Regions from separate parts of the Macaca mulatta genome. Here region 2 is linked to region 1. A link is a contact called in public Hi-C data. All regions are on one chromosome and are shown on one strand. Each heading gives the region's core, a stretch centred on a gene start, on an enhancer-like site or on the middle of the called end of the contact. The rest is flanking DNA. Distances are from core to core; before and after follow the strand shown.

The links. A called contact is a pair of places that touch in the nucleus more often than the background predicts.
Region 2: a contact with region 1 is called in a Hi-C map of blood, with 6 times the contacts expected there. The contact joins the promoter of CENPX here to the enhancer-like site in region 1. A contact is called at or near these places in 8 of 14 Hi-C or Micro-C datasets (CD4 T cells, blood, cortical neurons and 4 more).

What each region holds. Positions count from the first base shown.
Region 1 is chr16:91,633,125-91,635,791 of T2T-MMU8v2.0, reverse strand. No RefSeq gene overlaps it. Among named protein-coding and RNA genes, the nearest start is that of NOTUM, 6.7 kb to the right of the region's middle. Within about 2 kb of position 1,296, at least 18 of the 40 cell types and tissues checked have an H3K27ac peak or open chromatin away from gene starts, as enhancers often do. A contact at or near this core is called in CD4 T cells and blood, where this site is marked.
Region 2 is chr16:91,693,094-91,695,760 of T2T-MMU8v2.0, reverse strand. It overlaps CENPX (centromere protein X), which reads left to right and starts at 1,350. Exons shown (of 5, transcript XM_015120611.3): 1 at 1,350-1,404. The coding sequence starts at 1,369. LRRC45 (leucine rich repeat containing 45) reads right to left here and starts at 930. Exons shown (of 17, transcript XM_001112894.5): 1 at 393-930. The coding sequence starts at 612.

The sequences.
Region 1 (2,667 bases), core at 47-2,546:
CCCAGCCTGGACAACATAGTGAGACCCCATCGCCACAAAAAAAATTAAAAAGTGTGGTGGTACACACCTGTAGTCCAAGGTACCCAGGAGGCTGAGGCAGGAGGATCACTTGAGCCCGGGAGTTCAGGGCTCAGGCAGTGATCGCACCACTGCACTCCAGCCTGGCAACACAGGGTAGGACCTTGTCTCTAAAAATAATAACAACAAAAGAATCGCCACTCATACATAAATGTGCGAGAGGGCTCACGCTATTTATTTTATTAAAAGAATCTAGTTTCTATGTTGCTGCCGTCTGGCCACTTGGGACCTTGCTCAACCTCAGTTCTGAGGACAGCATAGTGCTGGTTCTTCTTCTTGGTCCGACCCCTCTCCGGTTTAACTAGTTTTGTGTTTGTTTGTTTGTTTGACACAGAGTCTCACTCTGTCACCCAGGCTGGAGTGCAGTGGCATGATCTCAGCTCATTCTAACCTCCATCTCCTGGGTTCAAGGAGTTCTCGGCCGGGCATGGTGGCTCACGCCTGTAATCCCAGCACTGTGGAAGGCCAAGGGGGGCGGATCGCAAGGTCAGGAGATCGAGACCATCCTGGCTAACACGGTGAAACCCTGTCTCTACTAAAAATACGAAAAAATTAGCCGGGCGTGGTGGCGGGCGCCTATAGTCCCAGCTACTCGGGAGGCTGAGGCAGGAGAATGGCATGAACCCGGGAGGCAGAGCTTGCAGTGAGCCGAGATCCCGCCACTGCACTCCAGCCTGGGTGACAGAGCGAGACTCCGTCTCAAAAAAAAAAACCCAAAAAGAATTATCGTGCCTCAGCATCCCAAGTAGCTGGGATTACACAGGCACGCACCACCACCATGCCTGGCTGATTTTTTTTTTTTTTCATCCCATGGGTTTTCCTTCTGTAATGATTTTTGTGTTTTTAGCAGAGACAGGGTTTCGCCATGTTGGCCAGGCTGGTCTCGAACTTCTGACCTCAGGTGATCTGCCTGCCTCGGCCTCCCAAAGTGCTGGGATTACAGGCGTGAGCCACCGCACCCAGCCCAGTTTAACTAGTTCTGAGGAGCAACTGTAGCCAGGTCTGGAGAGGGCTCGGCTGCCACCTTCCCTCCCAGCTAGACAGCTGCTCCCAGAATCTGCTTTGAATTAAAAATGGCGTGGCCCTTTAAGAGAAGCATCCGCTGGCCGCCCCCGCCGCCGCCGCCCCTCTTTGATGTCGCTGGCGCTGAAAGGTTCCCAGTGGCAAGATCTGAGGGTTTGTTTCTGCCTCCCCAGAGGCCACGTGGGGATCACAGGGAGGGAGGGAGGGCGAGCGAAGGTCACATGGCCTCCCTGGCCTGCTGCCGCTGTTGCGGCAGGAGCAGGAGCAGGAGCGTGGGGACCAGCAGGCTGGACGGGTGGGGGCCCGGCCTGCAGCTCGTGAGGGCGGTGGAGCCTGGCAGCTGGGAGGGCAAAGGACCAGCCTCTCTGCCCCTCCCCTTGGCATCCAGGAGCCTGACCTCCAGCCTCCCTCACCTGTCCAGGAAGGAGCCACACACTCTCTGCGTGATGTCCCAAGAGGCTGCATCTCCACTGATGAGCTGGGACTCCCCCATCCCCATGCCCCTCCTCCCCCAGCTCTGGAAGGTGGCCTTTCCCTGGTGGGCCTGCCACTCCCAGTAGGCTACATGTTGGCACCAGCCAGGTGAAGCCTTAGGGAGGAGGCGGGATGGGGCGGGGTTCAGCTGCAGGGGTGCCAACAGGGGCAGATCCCGCCAAATACCTGGGTCCAAAAATGACAGCCTCGCCTCCCCACTGGGTTCCAGGAGCTCTCACCTGGGTGAAGGACATCCTAAGGCAAGGCGGATCCTTTCCACCAGGGAACTCAGAGGCCACTCAGTCCAGGCACTGGGGACGGGGAGAGGGCAGCCGCAACACCAAGCCCAGTAGCAGCCGCCCCGCCCGGTGGCCCCCCTCGCCCCTCCGAGGACCTGGGCGAGAGCCACAGCAGCTCCTGACGAGGGACTTGGCTCATTAAGGTCCCAGGATATGAGGCCAAGAAGGGTCCTTCTGATGGATGGGGTGACTAGAAAAGGAGGTTGGGGAAAACCAAAAGGGGGCCAAGCTCTGCGACGGCAGCGCTTGGCCTCAGGGCACCTCCCCCACTCTGAGCCGACTGCAGAGCAGGGCCTCCCCCAAGAGCCAGCCAAGGGGAAAGTGGGCGGCCTCCCCCAAGAGACAGCCACATGGGGAAGCGGGTGGCCCGCCTCACTTCCCTGCTCACTTGGGCCTCAGAAGCCAGCAGCTGGGGCGCAGGGCAGCCCAGGTGGCCAGGCGGGGCGGGGCGGCTGAGGCCAGCACACAACAGCTGGGCCCCAGACGGCCGGCAGCAGCTGGAGCCCAGAGCGGCCCTGGCGCTCAAGGCCCTTGGGGGAGGGGCCCGGGATGTGCGGCAGGGAGCCGCCTCCAGTCTGGACAGGGAAGCCGGGTCCGCGGCTGCCTGACATGCTGTGTGCTGGAGGCTCGTATCACCAAGCTCCAGGGCCCCACACGAGGTCTCCAGGGGACCCCTGTACCGCCAACCACCCTCCATCACACCCTCCTCCCTCTCCGCCTGCACCCGCCCGCCAGCCTGGGCCCTTGCTGACCCCTTTTTCCCACGGAGTGGGCTCCGGCCCCCCAGCACAGC
Region 2 (2,667 bases), core at 101-2,600, 60 kb before region 1:
CACTCTCTGCCCCTCCTGACCCCAAGATCCTCCCCGTTGGCCCCTTTTCAGGGCAGCTCCCTAGACCCAGGGAGGGACAACTGTCCCGGTGGTCTGGGTTGGCGCTGGCCAAGAGTCTCGCTGTGAAGTCATGTTTGAAACACCTGCAGCCCCTTCAGGCACCAAGCCGGCTCAGCACGCGGGGAACCAGCTAAGAGGGACATGTTAAGGTCTCTCCCCTGTCCTACAGAGGAACTGTCCTCTACTCCCAGGTGCAGGAAGGGGCGCCCCTGCTCGCTTTAACCGAGGCACAGAAAGAGGAGAGCATGGAGAGGAAGCGACCTCTGGGGCTGCCGAGGCAACAGTGTGGGCAGCTAAGGAGCAGAGGGATCCACCCCGCCGCGCCTGCCCACCTTCCTCGCTGAGCATGCAGTCACTCAGGACCAGCTCCGTGCACAGCATCTCCCTCGGCAGCAGCTTGCCCAGGGCCCTGCAGGTCTCCACCGTCAGGCTCTGCGTGGCCAGGTCCAGCCGGCCCCTGGGAAGCTGGTGCAGCTGCTGCAGGACAGCCTCCTGGGGCTCGGCCCCACTCTCCCTGCACAGGCGGCTGTAGGAGCGCCGGAACTCCTCCATGACCCGCGGGGCCGGCAGGGCCTCCTCCGCATGCTCCCGCAGCTGCTTAAAGGGAGCCGCTCGGTGCGGAGCAGTCCCAGCGCCGGGTACGGCAGACGGGGCCTCCGCCGACCCAGACGAATCCGAGTGGGCTCTGCGGGCGGGAGGTCCTGGAGCGCGGGGGCTGGGCGGTAGGGCTGGGGCCCCGCAGTGCTTGGGGACTACCCGTGCAGGAAGCAGGCAGGCGCGTCGCGCGACCCCTCCAGGCCCTGCCGCGCCTGCAGCCCCAACCCCCGCCCTCGCGACTGCCGCGTCGGGGCCTCAGTATCCAGGAAGAACAAGGCGCCCCGGGAGAGGCCGCGGGAACTACAACTCCCAGCAGGCTCTGCGCAGGCAGCCCTCGGTGCGGGCCAATGAAAACAAAGGAACTGGCGCGCCCTTCGGGCCGCAAGCTGAAAGGGGGCAGCGCGCTCCAGGTTCATTGGCTAGAGGCATGAGGGTGGGGCCCCGAAGGGGCATGCTCCGGGCTCATTGGCTGATGGGTGTGAGGGTGGTGTCCCGGAAGGGAGCGCTCCGGGTTTATTGGCTGAGGGACGTGAGGGCGGGGCTGATGGAGGGCGCGCTCCGGCCTCATTGGCTGAGACATTGGGGCGGGGCTCCGAGAGAAGGCGCTCCGGGCTCATTGGGTAGGGGAGCGGGGCGGGGCTCCGAGGGCGCGCTCTGCGCTCATTGGCTGGAGGGGCGGGGTTCCGGAGGGCGCGCTTCGATGCTGCGATCATGGAGGGAGTCGGAGCTGGAGCCGGCTTCCGGAAGGTGAGGGCCGGCAGGCAGGGGCCAGGGAGGTGTGGACGCTCCGTCCCGACCCCACGCGTGACACCGTGAGGGCCAGACGCCAGCCCCCGCGCCGCCCACCTGTGTCTTTGAGGTTGGGCCCGTTCTCAGACTCCGACCCCAGCCCGGCCGCGCGCCCCGCGCCCTCCTGGGCGGGGTCTCGCAGCTAGTAGGAGGGCGCGTGGGGCAGCCGGGGCTGCGGGAAGGTGGAGAGGGTCTGCAGAAACAGGCAGGGGTGGGCGCCTTCATGGCGGAGTCCAAGCCGGCGAAGAGAGAGGACGAGCTGGGCCGCCGCCCTGCGCCCTGAGCCTGGGGTCTCCTGTTAAGGGGAGATCAGGCCCCAGGACGGGGACAGTGAGACCATCCAGCCCGAGGAGCCGGCAGGACCTACCCTAGCCGCCAGGCACAGTGGTTTCCCTTTTGCCTGCTCCCTAGTGGGCACCAGCACTGAGCTAGGAACGCGTGGTTTCCTCGGTACTCCACGTTACTCACACTTGACACGGATTAACCCCACCCGCGAGTGGGGAAACTGAGGCACGGGGGCGTTAAGTGACTCAGCAGAGCTAGGGTCAGACCCAGGCCGTCTGAGCCAGGATCCACCCAGGCTGCAAGGCGTGCCCCGCTCTTCCCTGCCCCTGGCAAGTGGAGCTCTCACAGGGTGCCATGTGCAGAGTCCATGTGCGGGGTCCCATCGGTGCAGGTAGAGTGGTTTCTGAGCCTTTCTTTCTTTTGCTCTACCTGAAGGTTGGGGCACTGAGCTTCCTCAGTGTCAGCAGGGCCTCGTGGGCCTCTGTGGCCTGGGAAGGGAGGGTCTCAGGCCCTTGTGAACCCATCCTGGGGGGAGGACTTCAGGGAAGTCGTGTAGAAGCAGGGAGAATTCTTTGTTTCTCCTGCATCGGGCCCTTCTTTATCACCCGAGACAGCAGGGGGTCAGTGTGGGGCACTCTGGTGGAGTTGCTGAAGATTCTCGCCAGAACTCAGAAGGAGAAAGTCACTGAGGCCTGGGCCACCTCACTGGGTGGTTGGGAGAATCCACCAGGTTAGAGTAGCTGAAAGGCCACTGCCGGAGAGGGGGCACTGGGGACACACCCCAGGAGGTCATGTGTTCTCTCCATCAAGCCCACCTGACAACTAGAGGCCCGAGGGCTCTGGCCAGAGCTGGAGTTGTGGTCATTGCAGAGGATGAATGTGAAGACGACGGGGAGCAGGGGGCCTGCAGCCCTGGTGTGGCGCCCACAGGTCATG